Regions from separate parts of the Mus musculus genome. Here all the other regions are linked to region 4. The links are chromatin contacts, called in public promoter capture Hi-C maps. All regions are on one chromosome and are shown on one strand. Each heading gives the region's core, a stretch centred on a gene start, on an enhancer-like site or on the middle of the called end of the contact. The rest is flanking DNA. Distances are from core to core; before and after follow the strand shown. Region 1 holds the start of Cetn2 (centrin 2). Region 2 holds the start of Zfp185 (zinc finger protein 185). Region 3 holds the start of F8a (factor 8-associated gene A). Region 4 holds the start of Vbp1 (von Hippel-Lindau binding protein 1). Region 5 holds the start of Prkx (protein kinase, X-linked).

What was found. Promoter capture Hi-C pulls out the DNA fragments that hold promoters and counts their contacts.
Region 1: a promoter capture Hi-C map of pre-B cells shows a contact between it and region 4. The contact joins the promoter of Cetn2 here to the promoter of Vbp1 in region 4. A contact is called at or near these places in 4 of 39 promoter capture datasets (cranial neural crest, erythroid cells, liver and 1 more) and 2 of 9 other capture datasets (adipose tissue and liver).
Region 2: a contact with region 4 is called in a promoter capture Hi-C map of cranial neural crest. The contact joins the promoter of Zfp185 here to the promoter of Vbp1 in region 4.
Region 3: a promoter capture Hi-C map of pre-B cells shows a contact between it and region 4, with 6 times the contacts expected there. The contact joins the promoter of F8a here to the promoter of Vbp1 in region 4. A contact is called at or near these places in 2 of 39 promoter capture datasets (cranial neural crest and pre-B cells).
Region 5: a contact with region 4 is called in a promoter capture Hi-C map of pre-B cells, with 5 times the contacts expected there. The contact joins the promoter of Prkx here to the promoter of Vbp1 in region 4. A contact is called at or near these places in 6 of 39 promoter capture datasets (cranial neural crest, embryonic stem cells, liver and 2 more), 2 of 115 datasets of contacts at active chromatin or transcription factors (bone marrow-derived dendritic cells and epiblast stem cells) and 1 of 9 other capture datasets (liver).

Annotation. Positions count from the first base shown.
Region 1 is chrX:72,917,081-72,919,780 of GRCm38.p6, reverse strand. Cetn2 (centrin 2) reads left to right here and starts at 1,437. Exons shown (of 5, transcript NM_019405.6): 1 at 1,437-1,467. The coding sequence starts at 1,465. Nsdhl (NAD(P) dependent steroid dehydrogenase-like) reads right to left here and starts at 1,260. Exons shown (of 8, transcript NM_010941.3): 1 at 1,088-1,260.
Region 2 is chrX:72,986,023-72,988,722 of GRCm38.p6, reverse strand. Zfp185 (zinc finger protein 185) reads right to left here and starts at 1,384. Exons shown (of 19, transcript NM_009549.3): 1 at 1,204-1,384.
Region 3 is chrX:73,226,989-73,229,688 of GRCm38.p6, reverse strand. It overlaps F8a (factor 8-associated gene A), which reads right to left and starts at 1,383. Exons shown (of 1, transcript NM_007978.3): 1 at 1-1,383. The coding sequence starts at 1,373. The coding sequence ends at 228.
Region 4 is chrX:75,512,873-75,515,572 of GRCm38.p6, reverse strand. Vbp1 (von Hippel-Lindau binding protein 1) reads right to left here and starts at 1,276. Exons shown (of 6, transcript NM_011692.2): 1 at 1,145-1,276. The coding sequence starts at 1,234.
Region 5 is chrX:77,794,668-77,797,367 of GRCm38.p6, reverse strand. Prkx (protein kinase, X-linked) reads left to right here and starts at 1,429. Exons shown (of 9, transcript NM_016979.2): 1 at 1,429-1,820. The coding sequence starts at 1,664.

The DNA of each region.
Region 1 (2,700 bases), core at 188-2,687, 2.6 Mb after region 4:
CAGAATTACAGAGTGAGACCCTATCTCAAAACAAAAAAATTATATCTACCTGTGAAATTTTCTCAAAGAATTAATCAAAATACTAAAAAATTTTAAAAAGTTCATGGGACTGGGTAAGGTCAGTGAAGGAATGTATCAGCCGCAAAAATAGTGCCCTGGGTGAGAGTGAGCCAGAGGGGGAACAGTGTGGGTGTGATGGGAGAAGGAGGAATTTCATGGCAGGCTTTGCAGATTATGGTGAGAACTCCAGCTCATACTGCTGAGGAAGGGCTGAGGAGGAACAGAGAAAACAGAGGACAATTCAAGGACGGAACTGTGAGAACTCAGAGGCTGGATATGGGGGATTGTTGCTGCAGTGAACAAAGGAGCCAAACAAGACACAAAAGTTTTGAAGCCGGTTCCTGGCTTAAAGGAAAGAGGGCAAAGGGCCTATATTACATTTATGGGGAGCTGTTAAGTCTCAGGCCTTTCTCAGTTTGAGAGACTGATACTGTGCCCTTAAAGTCCCTAAACTGATTTTCTTTGCTTTGAGGGACGTAGAACATAGAATCTGTGTTCGACCCTGGGCCTTCATTACTCCTGGCACAGCTCCAGGTAGCCCCAACCCGTTGTGCACTTTGCCCTTTAATTCTCTTTACATTCCATACTTCCAAAACTCCTGTGGCTTTGCTTTCAAGGGAGTCTCATTCAGGAATGCTCCTTCCCATGTGACTTGAGTGTCTGTACGTCTAACAGGACACATTTTGATGAGTTTTGAAGATCTAAAAGTCCCCAGCCCATTCCCCTGAGAGCTAAAGTGACTCTTGTAGAGCTAATGTAAAGACAAAGCCTCATGTGGATTGGGTTTCTAAGCCCCAGCCCTGTGAACCACTGACACAATACTCAGCATGCCCACTCCAGTTTCGAGGTCTCAGCTTCTCCTGGCACAGTCACCCCTCCAAACCATTTGGTCATATCTTGCTGGCCCCTCAGATGTTCTGTGTCCCCCAACTCGGTTTTAAAATGGGTCCCACCCATTCCCTCCTACTTCCTCCAGGCTCTGTCACCCACACGCAGCAGCCTCTAAGGGCAAGCCCGCAACTCTTACCCGGTTTAGACACTCAAATGATCGACCTCAGCTTGCAGACAACCGGCAACCAGAGAAGTCTGGCTGAACACCCGCCACCCTTTTCTACTGATAGATATGAGCCCACAATCAGCAGAGCTTCCTTCATAATGTTGATTGGTCTAGCTTGGCTCTGGCGCAACCAATTGACGCTCACAGCATGATTTTGCCCAATGAGGCTAGTCTTTGGCTGCCGACGCACCGCCCTCTTGCTCTTGGGCGAGTTTTGCCAGGTTAGCCCCACCTCTTCGTTCCCAAACCAATGGGAAGCGGGCTGTGCGCGCGTGGAGCAGTGGGAACGCCGCTGAGGCTGCGAGTACGCCGTTGCCTTAACAACCGGTGGCAGAGTCCGTTGGGTGATGGTAAGTGCTAGGGATTCGGTGGACCCCACGCGGCGTCCCCGGTCCTTTCCTAGGCCTCGGTGCAGCCTTGCTACCTTTCTTGCACGGTTCTTGGCGTTGACGCACTAGTTCTTCCTTGGAGCTGTGTGCCGGAAGGGTAGAAGAGAAAGTACAGCCGCCAGCAGCTTGCCTTGCCTGCTCTTTCCCACTACCCCCTCCTCGCCCAAGTCACCTTCAGCCACCCCCGCACAAACTGCCTCTGGACCTCCGCTGGCTTTCAGGAAACAGCAGGGTGACCATTCTATTGCTTCCCTTAGACTTCCGCCTCAGTCAAACTCAGGCCTCCTGGCCGCGGCCACCCAGTTAAAGTTTATGCATTGGTGCTAAGAGGTTTACTGTGTTCTGATGGTCGCAAACGCTTTCAGGAGAGGCTGTGAGAAAGCACGCAGGTGCAAATGGTTTGATTTTTATCACTTTGTACCGGCATAATTTTTATCTTAGTAAGTTTACATTTAGCCAAATTTAGGCATAAGTAATTGGAGGAGCAGAGTTCTTGGGAACTGGCACCACAAGTAGATGTTTTAAGTACATTTCTAAAACCGAGAGTACGGAAATCATATACAGTTGATCATCCATAACTGTAATTGGTTTCTCAAAGAGCTTTTGATGATGCTTTTTTAGATTTAAAAATGACTGAAATTGAATCTCCTAAAGTGACACATGGATTAATGGTACAATTGCATGAACTTTCTGTAGTATAAACTTTAAGACAGTGGAGGTCAGAGTTATGTCTTCTCATGAAGGCTATGTTAACACTAGAAATTCATATTCATATATTCACTTGCTCTATGTTGATCTATACAAGAACAAGGAGGAAAATGGTAATATACTATTTTAAAACAAAAACTCTCTTCTATTTGGTGGCTCCCCAATGAAATATAGTTGAATTTAGTCATATGAGACATCACATTAAGACAAATTTACAGTTATATTAGAAAATAACCTCATTATTGCCAATTTCTTTTTTTATAACTTAGTAAAAACTGACATATATAAATTGAAATAGTTTTAAGTTGAGAGAAAGTTTTTTCTTCACAGAGGTTTGTGCTATTTGTCATTTAGAGTTGGGGTTAATTTTATTTTAGTTTTTACACTTATTATTCCTTGGTGGAGAAGCACATTTTAGCCTGAGTGTGGCGGTCAGAGAATAATTTGGAAGAGTTAGTTCTCTCCTTTTACCATGTAAGCATCGTT
Region 2 (2,700 bases), core at 135-2,634, 2.5 Mb after region 4:
GATGGTTCTGTTCCTTCCAATCTTGTAGTGAGTGGGCTGAAGGCGATGGACAGCACATTCTCGAAAGGCCTCCAGTAAGTTGTACCTGTACCCTGGAGATCTGTTGGCACCCACCCAAACTGGCACTGTTTGTGCAGAAGAGCCAGTTGAGGCCATGGGAAAATAAGAACTTCATAAGCTTCCTACTGCAGCTCTCCAGTTCAGAGCCCCTCACCATTATTCAGGTTTATCAGCCTGTGGAAACCTGCTTCCTGCCCATGACTAGAAATCCAAAGAACCATGAGAGCAAGACAAGACCAAGAGCAGGTGTCACCACCTACCTTAATGTCAAGAGTCAGTACCAATGGCTTGTGGAGAACACAACTCCCAACATACTTTATAGACTCCACAGCCTTGGAGGGGAAGGTGGGCCTGATAGGCTTCTCCTTTTACTCAGTGGAGCTGCCAGGTGCCACAGTACAGAAGGAAGTGGCATGGCCGACAGGAGGATCTGCGTTTCCAACCTTTCTCAGAGGCCAAGCTATCACTAAGCAGTTGCAAAGAGGATGAGGCTATTGGCTCTCCCCTGCTCCCACACAAACAATCCAGTTACAGAGACTGTGCACAGCAGATCCCGCTGATAACACCACAGTGACACTTGATTCGGCGCCTTCTGTCTGAGTATGAGCAGCTCCCTTCCCAGCCCTGAGGTCGCCCAGTGACCAGTACATGTCTATCACAAACCACCATTAAGTCCCTTTGCTCTGGGCTCCAGGCCAGTGAGGGGATTATTGAGTAAGCTTGCCTCTGTACCTCAGTTTCCTCATCTATAAAATGGGCACATTTTACTAAGGATGTGGAATTCTGTGATGCTTGCAACACACCAATTCTAGGCTCACCCTGCCCCATCCCCGCTGGCAGTCTACTAACAATCGGTCTCATCCACAAATGAGTAGGTCAGAGGGACTAGACCAGCCAGAGAGCCACCTGCTTTTGTTGGACACTCTGAGGAACGTTGCCTGTCTCTTCACTCGCGGTGAAAAGCAGAAACCGAGGGCACTGCCTCCCTGACGGGATTCCGAAGAGGGATGCTTGGAGCGAGTATGAATTATTGGTAGGGAAACTGAGGCCCTGGCTTGTGTCCAGGAGGACACGAACTGGGTGCTCCTTGTAGCCTCCCGGTGGTCGAGCCACTTCTTTAGGACGGCGACTCAACAACCCTACCTGGTACAGGTGCCCGGCTTGTGTGACGGGCAGAGGGTCGGACAGGCGTGGTGCGCGGGCTCCCTCGGGTGGGCAGCACTGAACCCAGCCGGGCCGCGTCAGCGGGCGCGGGAAGCGGTACGCAGTGGGAAGCGCGCGGGGCAACGAAGAGGCACGGACTGGGCTCCGCCCGCCCGAGAACAAACAGGTTTTCTCCGGCTGCTGGGAGCCTCGCCCCTCGCCCCTCCCCTCGGCCGGCCCCCTTCCTCTGCCCTCTCCTGGGGTAGGTAGATGCGCCTGGCACATTCCGCACATTCTCCAGCCGGTGTCCTCGGTCCTCCCACCCCTTCCCTGCTCCGCCCAATGGAGCTGCTGGAGAAATCAAGGCTGGGGCTCCCCTCACCCAGCTCAGAGCGAGCTCCAAAAAGTTTTGCCGCTATGGAAAACTTCCAGGCTAATTCCTCTGGGCTCCCAGCCCTGGGGCCAGGAGGACTCCACCACATGAAGGGCCCTCGCTGACTAGTGGCGTCCCTGCCTGCGCCCGGCGAGATCTGGCCAGGCTCTGGGCCAACGACTTCCACAGATGCTGGCGGGTCAGTTCTGTCGAGAACTACTGTGCCTAGATCCATTTTACAGATGGAGATCCCAGACAGGGGCGGGGAAAGGACCAGGCTTGGGGGCAGGGGGGTGCGGACTGATGGCTGAGATCATGCAGGAAGTCAGGCATAGGAGAAAAAAGTGAGCAAGAAACTTCTGTCTGGCGCCTGGGAAAACTTGTACCCTGGAAGGTCATTTTTGGAGCCGGCAGGTAGGCAAAACAGGACTACCTCTCAGGGCATGTCGGAAGACACACACATTCGGTTTAATAAATGACATTCATTCACAGTTTTTGGATATGTAATGTGTGAAAGGCACGAAGTGTGAGAATGTAGTAGGGGTGTCGAACATCCAACAAAGGCTCCTAACCCTCACTGTGAGGTCAGAGAAGTCCTTTCAATAGAGGAGAGAGTTAAGCCAGTGTGCACAAAAAATGATCAAAATGATAGACTACAAAAGAAAGAAAAAGAAAAGATAAAAGGAAGGAAGGAAGGAAGAAAGAAAGAAAGAAAGAAGGAAAGAAAGAAAGAAAAAAAGGAAGGAAGGAAGGAAGGAAGAAGAAAGGAAAGGAAAGAAAAGAAAAAAAAGGAAAAAAGAAAGATTAAAGTCCTGTTGCCAATTTTACAGCAGTGGCCCTCAAATCTACTCACTGTCGTGTTTTCCTGTGACTTATCGCCCTTCCCATTTCAGCCATCACACAGTATGCATGCAGCTTCACTGGGTATATGACCAGATGCTAGCTGCTTAGAGCGCTTTCCTACAGCTTCTGGTTGTTGTTGGAATGAAAGCAGATGCTTTTAGAAGGCCTAATGTTTGACTGTGTTCAACCTCTGTCTGTAAGACCAGCCACCCCAGCACTCCACTGTAATCTCCCCGGCTTCCCCATGTCTTCTGACTACTTCTGTGCCCTCATACCTCAGA
Region 3 (2,700 bases), core at 134-2,633, 2.3 Mb after region 4:
AATCTCCTCCAGCCTTAAGGATGAAGTTTTCTCATTCGAGGCAATAATGGATGGAATTGGAGGGCACTAATTTAAGTAACTTGCTAGGCACACAAAGCCAAATTAACATGGCAGCAATAGAAATGAAAAGAAAAACAAGACAAAAACAGACAAAAAAAACAGAAGCTAGATCACATGTTTCATCACCTGTCCCCAAAGATAAAACAAGTTGGTAAGAAGGTGACTTATCAGACACCCTGTCCAGAGGGAGAGATGGTTTCCTGCAGAACGAGGTGGAGGAGGTGGTTCTGCTCAGCGGTTAGCAGTGGCCACATCTCCACCTGCAGCTTCTTGATGCCTTCAGTGTCCTTTTCTTGGGCAGCCATGACCAGAGACTGCAATAACAGAAACAGCTCCTCAGGAAGCTGGCCGCTGGTATCCTGGCCATGGCCATCGAAAGCCTCCCAGGAGTACTTCTCCAGGGTCTGGGCATGCTCGGGCAGCAGCTTGGCAGGTGGTGGTTGCAGGAGCAGCAGCAGCAGTACACGGGACACCTCACACCTGACTAGGACGTCAGCAAAGGCACCGAGTGTGCCAGGTGAAGGCGCAACAGAGCCTGGGGCGTGGTCCGGGGGCTGCGGGAGGGGCAAGGTCGAGCCCAAGACAGGTCTCGGCTGGGGTCCCGACAGGGGTGGCTGGGGCCCAGAAGGCGGCTGCGGCAGCAGCTCGAGTTGCTGTACCGGGTGGCCCCCATGCTCCCGTGCCAGGCGTTGCATGCGTGTAAATAGCGCCAGGGCGCCTGTGTAGTCGCGCGCCAACAGCTGGCAGGAGGCAGCATCACCAAGCGCTTGCAGTGCGGCCAGTGGCATCAGGGGCAGGTGCAGCTGGGCAGCCCGCTGAAAGTGACCGGCAGCAGCGGCCGGCTGGCCCACTGCGCGAAGGGCAGCAGCTAGTTCCAGGCACAGTGCAGCAGCGGCGGCAGGCTGGCCGAGCTCGAGGTGCAAGCGCACAGCGGCGCCGAGGGCGCTGGCGGCCGCCTGCAGAGGCTCCCCGTAGGCGGCGGGACAGCCCAAGCGTTGGCGCGCGTCGCACTCCTGCCGCAGGAAAAGTCGGGCCGCCTCTGTGAGGGCCAGCGCTTCCCCGGGCCCATGGAAGAGCGCCTGCTGGCAGCGCGCCACAGCCAGCTGGCACCAGGCAGCATAAGGCAGGCACTCCTGGGCGCGCAGCTCCCGGGCTAGCTGGGCGAACTGCTCCCCGGCCTCGGCCACGTTCGGCTTCCTCAAGAAGCGCTTCTTGAGCTTGTTGGACACCTGCCGATAGCGTGCCAAGAAGTCCCCAGCCTCTGAGCCTGGCCAGGCACCGCCGCCCAAGGAGGACGCAGAGCCCGCAGCCATGTTGACCGGCTAGCCGCGCCGCCTTACTTCCGGTTGAGGGAGGGCTGAGGGGGAACAGCTATGACTAACGCTACGCTGCGCCTAGCCCACAATGGGATCACAATTCATCACCTCCGCTTCCGCCTCAGGCGCCCCAGCGCTCTGCTGTAGCCACAGTGATGTGCAAAGTGCTGTTGAAGGAGGGATATGGAGGACTATAAAAGCCAATCAAGGAAGAAGGGCTGGGTGCCTACCCAAACAGTCCCCGTATGGAATTAAATTCTGCGGGGGTGGGGCTTGAGTGACGCAAATGGAGGGGGCGGGTCCAGTGCCAGTCAAATATGCAAAGGATTTCTCTGCTGCCAGGATTAGCATCGTACCCCTCACTTCCTCAACAAACATGAGACCTGACTGAGCAAGCTAGTACAGGTCCTGCCATGGTGGGAGCCTTTGCTAGTTTACAGCTTATTTACAATCATATACACATTGATATACATATCACCTGCAATCATATACACATTGATTTTGAAAGAGTTTTCATGAAGGATTTTTAGCAGGACATGCACTACCAAAGGCACTTTAAATTAGCTATTGTACATGCATGTGTTTCAATTTATACCAAGTATTTAAAAACAAAGAAGGGATTCCTTTTACTTTATTTTGAACTATCTCAATTAGTCCAAATGATTACCTACCAGAACTTGAACAAAAGGGGGGAGTGTACATTATTAAATTTATATATAAAGGATTATATACTTGCACCTAGTAGAGAATTACGTGCCTGAAAATAATTTGTCAAGATGTACAACAGAAGCTAATTTTCATTTCGCAAATTCTCTTGTCTTCTCCTTAGTTTTTCATGGTGTGATACACTTGGATCCTATCCTCCAAATTCTAAAAAAGCAATCCATTGATCCAAAAGTCAAATGAACTCAGCAAATAAAGGATGTGTTAATTTTCTACTCTTATCGTGAACCAAAAAATAGAATTGTGCATAGCAGACCTATCATTTAAAAGCATCAATGGAGGCCTGAGAGAAAGCTTACTGCTTAAGAGCATTTGTTGCTCTTGCAGAGGACCTGAGTTCATTTCCCAGTAAAACACACAGACACATAAAGAAATAATTTTTAAAAACCATCAATGTCTTGATCAATCTCTCTCTGTCTCTCTCTCCCTCCATCCCTCCTGCCCTCCTGCCCTCCCTCCCTCTGAAAAAAGCCAGTATACCAATTTCTCTCTTAAATGACAACCTATCCCATAGAACAGTGATATATCACATATGTACTTTAGGTTTCAAATGAGTGCATTTATGTATATTGCAAGCAAATGTAAAACAATAAACAACATA
Region 4 (2,700 bases), core at 27-2,526:
AAAATTTCCTCACCTCTAAGTAGCAGAGCATGACCAAAGAGGTTCTAAAGCTCTCCTGACTGCTCAAATGCTACTTCTGGATACCTCTATTTCTGGGTTTCATCAACTACATCTACAAAATTTGAACAACAGTAACTCCCTCATAAAGTTTTGCAAATTTTCTAAGAAAATTTCTGAACCTCAGAAAATATTACTTCATGTAAAGATCACTTGAAAAATATTTTTAAAAGCACAGAACATTGAGAATACACATAAAAATTTATTCCACCAGCACATTAAAATATACAATATAAAATGTGATTTAAGTAAAAGAAAAAAAGGGTCTTTTGAAGAATGTTAGCAATAAGACAGAATATATATAATTTTTGGTACATACCAAAAAAGAATCAAGGAAATTTTGACTAAGATTTTATATGCTTCAGTACAAATATTTAACTTGGGTCGGTCCTGTTACATGAAACCTTCCAATTGCATTTCCCACAATCTTCACAACTGCATAAAATTTGTTGTCTACAAACTGCTTAAATAGTATTACTAAAAGCAAATATAAAATGGTTTCAAAAACCTAATAACAGCCGGTTGCCCATTACATAAGCCTCAATTCTTAAAAGCAAGAACACATGGACTTAACGTTTGTGCTAACGTTTACTTTTCTCAGCAGTCTGCTTCCATTCCCAAGGAAACGGACCACGGCCGTGCTCAAGCTGACTGGGTGCCACTCAGTACCCACACCCTACAAACAGCTGCTCTGCCTGCTCTCTGTGCTAAATGTCCACCCATCTACATCTCCGGCATCACTGCGGTCTTGAGCTCAATAACCGTTGCTGCTGTTTTTTGTTTTTCTTTAGGCGACAACAGGCAGCAACTGGTCAGTTTCAAGGGACGCCACGCCCCAATCCGCCTCGCATCCGTCTCCAGCTACCCAGTTCTCCTCCCTGCTCCCTCTTCTGGGCCGGGGTTGGACTACCTTTCTTCAAAGCTATCGCCCGCCAGGCCTAAAAAGCCAAGATGCAGGAAGAGGCAAAAGGCCAGACATTCCCTTCCGGGACCCTTTAGCTCTGTTCCTCCCAACGACCCAGACCTGGGAAGTGACTGGAAAGCAATCTCCAATATCAGATTAAGACGCTGAGAAAGAGTTTCTTACCACAAACACTGCTTCAGGAATCCCTAAGTGGAGCCGCCGCCCGTTTCCAGCAGCAGTTTCTAGGCCGCATCCGTCCTTAGCCGCCGCCATCTTCAGAAAGCACCAGAGCAAATAACTACCTTCTGAGGCATCGATCGTTGGCGTCAGTGATTGGATCGTTTGCACTTCAGACCCGCCTCTCTCCCTGCGAATCTGCGTATTCATTGGTGCTTACGTCGTGGGTGGTGATTGGCTACACGCATGTGACTGACAAGCTTAGAAAGGATGTGTTGGAAAAGCCAGAAGGCTAATGCTTATTCTAATGCTTAATCTCAGAGATCTAAGGAATGGGCAAGGATAAAGCCCTGGGAATTCAGACCATGCCAAACCGCAGCCCCACCTGCACCTGAAGATATCAAGAGACTACACTCCAGAGTGGCTTCTGAGGCAATCCCAATTCCCTTTTGCAGACCAGTGAACTTCATTCTGAGTGTGTATGCCCTGGACTCATAAGAAATACACCAATCTTTCTCACAAGCCACCTTCAGTGAGATACTTGTCGGCTTCCAGGTCAAAACTTTCGATATGTTTATAGTTTATGTGAAAAAAATGCCAAGAGCTGTGCTTAAATTCTTAGATCCAAAGACTTCCCAGAGTTTTGTCCTCCACAACAACTCTTTAAAAAGCAAATCTATCAATAAACCAGATATGCATAATCACTGCAGGAGACCCTGTTTGCAAATAAAAGCAAAAGTAGCTTATAAAACAAAGCAAGCCAGTATCAATTTGTCTTAGTCAGGGTTTCTATTCCTGCACAAACATCATGACCAAGAAGCAGTTGGGGAAAAAATGGTTTATTCAGCTTACGATTCCATACTGCTGTTCATCACCAAAGGAACTCAGGACTGGAACTCAAGCAGGGCAGGAAGCAGGAGCTGATGCAGAGGCCATGGAGGGATGTTCTTTACTGGCTTGCCTTACCTGGCTTGCTCAGCCTGCTCTCTTATAGAACCCAAGACTACCAGCCCAGAGATGGTCCCACCCACAAGGGGCCTTTCCCTCTTGATCACTAATTGGGAAAATGCCTTACAGTTGGATCTCATGGAGGCATTTCCTCAACTGAAGCTCCTTTCTCTGTGGTAACTCCAGCTGTGTCAAGTTGACACATAAAACCAGCCAGAACAACATGGCAGGGAAACTATAGCCATGAAATCTCAACAATATGGTTGCCTAGCCAAGTCCTACATAATGACCCCAGCAGCATACACGTTAATGGGAATGAGGGAAATTTCACACAGCCCTACACTAGATGATGAACTACAATCAGTCAATGGCTGCTGAGGGAGGGAGAATCAATTTTCTCCAGAGACAAGCCCCCCTGATAGGTTGCCAAATCTTAAATGGTCAGCCCCAAGTACATGTACATATGAACAACATTAAATGTACTCAGTTATAAGTTTATATAAGATACAGTAATAATCATACAAGAAGGGACCATGAATCCAAGAGGGAGTGGGCAGGAGTTAAGAGGGAAAAAGTTAGGGTGGGAAAAATAGCAAAAATAAATACATGATAAA
Region 5 (2,700 bases), core at 180-2,679, 2.3 Mb before region 4:
GAGGCAATAGAAATTCTTTATTAGCCAGCCAGAGACTACATTTGGGTACTTGGGTTCCAAGTGTACCCTAAGCCTTTCTCAGGGTGAGCTTTTAAAACAGAAACTATGTTCTAGGTTGACATGTTTTAACAAGAACAATTAGCCAGAAGTGGAACTACAGAAACCAAAATGCAAGCTTAGTAGATTTAGAAACTTTCCCAGAACTAAGGGCTTTGATGGACTAGTCTTTTAGTTTTGGTAGGTGGCGCTGTCTTCATTTTGAGTGTTATAACCTGAATGATACTTCCATCATGGAGTCAGCTGTATAAAGTCTGGGGGTCTACTAAGGTCTGGGATCAGGCTACAGTTTTGTCATAGTGTAACCAAACTCAAAATAATAGCAGGCTCTGTGCATTCTGACTAGTGGAGTATCAGGTCCTAGCATGTGTTTATTGAATGAGAAAATGTTCTCAATGTGAAACAATAAAAAAAAATAATAATAAATAAAGCAGCCAGCAGACTTTCTTGTTGCCAAGGTCAGTGTACTTGCCACCTACGGGCATCATCGGGGCAACTGGTTCCGAATGGATGGTCCCCACTTCATTCCTGACTTGGGGCCCTATTGGCCCTGTGTCTTCTAGGACCCAGTGCCTCAAAGCTAGGAGCGGTGCAGTGCAGTGAGCATGCACTGAGCAGCCGGGAGACCACATTCTTTGCATTCCAGGCTCAGGGAAACACCGCCCTCACCTTGCAGGTGGTGGCTGCGGTCTGTGAAGCACCCAGTTCTCAGCACTGCCTACGAGCCCAGGCCTGTTTGAAGCCGCATAACAAGTCCCTGGAAACCCGGTCTACTCAGGAGCCCCAGGGCTCAGGATCAGCAGGTGCTGCAGGGCCACTGAGAGCCCGGGCTTTCGGGAGGGCGGCACTCGGGGACTACAGAACACCAGGAGTTCAATCCCCTGAGATTAAGGAGAAACCGAGAAACCCTGCCCAACCCGGACTCCTTCTGGTGCCTTTACCCACTGCTAAGGCTCTGCTGGTAAATATCCAAGCAGCAGCCGGAAGTTCCTGCACCTCTTCCTTCCCGCTTCCTGCCAAGGGGGAGGAACCAGGCATGCGGTGTGTGTGTGTGTGTGTGTGTGTGTGTGTGTGTGTGTGTGTGTGTGTGTGAGAGAGAGAGAGAGAGAGAGAGAGAGAGACCCATGGTGTGCGTGCGTGTGTGTGTGTCAAGCTGGACCCCGTGGCCCCAGTGCAGCCCCCTCCATTACTTTTACTTTGGTGCAGGTACATCCCATGGGCGTGGGCCCCGCGGGTGAGTAACAATAGGCAGGGTTGGGCCAACGCCGGGCTCCTCCCCGTCGGTTACGCAACAAGGCGGAGCGAGATGAAGGCTCTTCCCCCTCGCGTCATCCAGACACCCCACTCCCCCGCCGTCACAAGCCGGTCGCCGCCCAGCCGGCTTCCGCCGGGAATGAAGAGGGTTGCGGTTGGCTCCGGTCCCGCGGACCCCACGCGCGTCCGTGGAGCCCTCGGGCGACTTCCATGAGCCCCTCCCATCGCTCTGAGACCCGCTGAGTTTGCTTCCATTGTCCTCTCGGCCGCGGGCTCCGGAACACCCGTGCGAGCCCACTGCTGATGCACAGACTGCCATTGCGCCGCTGTCACACCGTGCGTCCCCCGCCCCATGGAGCCGCCCGCTGGTGCCGCGGCGACCGTAAAAGATCCAGACCATGACCCCGTGAAGACCAAGGTCTCGGCGCCCGCCGCGGACCCCAAACCCAGGACATCGTCACAGAAGGCGGGGCACTCGTTACAAGATTGGGACACCATAGCCACCGTGGGTGAGTGAGAACTGAGTAAGAACTTATGTGTGGGGACGCGGCTTGGGAGCGACCCTCAGATTTCTGTCTCCCACACTCTCATTACTGGGCCTCCGGAAACGGGGCAGCCCCACGTCACAGAGCTTTCAGGAGGGTGACTTCACCTTAGGGACTCGGAGGCTCCCTACTGGGGTGCTAGCCACCCTTGGGACACCACGCCCGGCCTCCCTGGCGCTTGCGCACCCGCTCATGCCCAGGATTTCTCGGGATCGCATCCAGCCTCCGCACTGTAGACCCCTGGCGGGACTCGAAGGGACGCGTGACCCCCAAGGGACCCTTCGGGGACGTTTTCCCAGCATCTATTGTGTGCCTGGGTCTCGTTTTTTCTTTAGTGGCTCAAACTTGGTACCCTCGTGACCCCGAAAGTTGCTAGGGAAGCCGGTAGATCCCCAAACGTGCCGGAGTACTGGGGAGGGAGGCTAGGATCTTGCGAATCATGGGCGCCAGCTTCTCAAGTCTGAAGCCCAGGAGTCCCGGGCTTCTCAGCAAACTTGGTCACTAGGACAGTTGTGCCTGGTGTGTTGATGATTAGGAAAGTGTTCCGGGAGGATGGAGGAAGGACAGAGGGAGGGATTGGCGTCCTCCGATCAGCTGTGAGCAGAGATTCTAGAGGCTTCTGTGTTCACCCTGGTGTGGAAGTCAAGTCAGGGTTCAGGACCAGGATGAGGGGCAATAAACACTTTCTCAGCTGAGCAGGTGAGATGTTAAAAAAAAAATGTGTGTGGGTAAAAGGGCTTGCAAGTTTGATCCTGGTTCCCTCTTGGAGGCTGGCTGACACTCGCTGCATCTTGGCTTTTGATTGACTTTTGAGGGAAACTGAGCTGCTTGAATGAATGTCGTT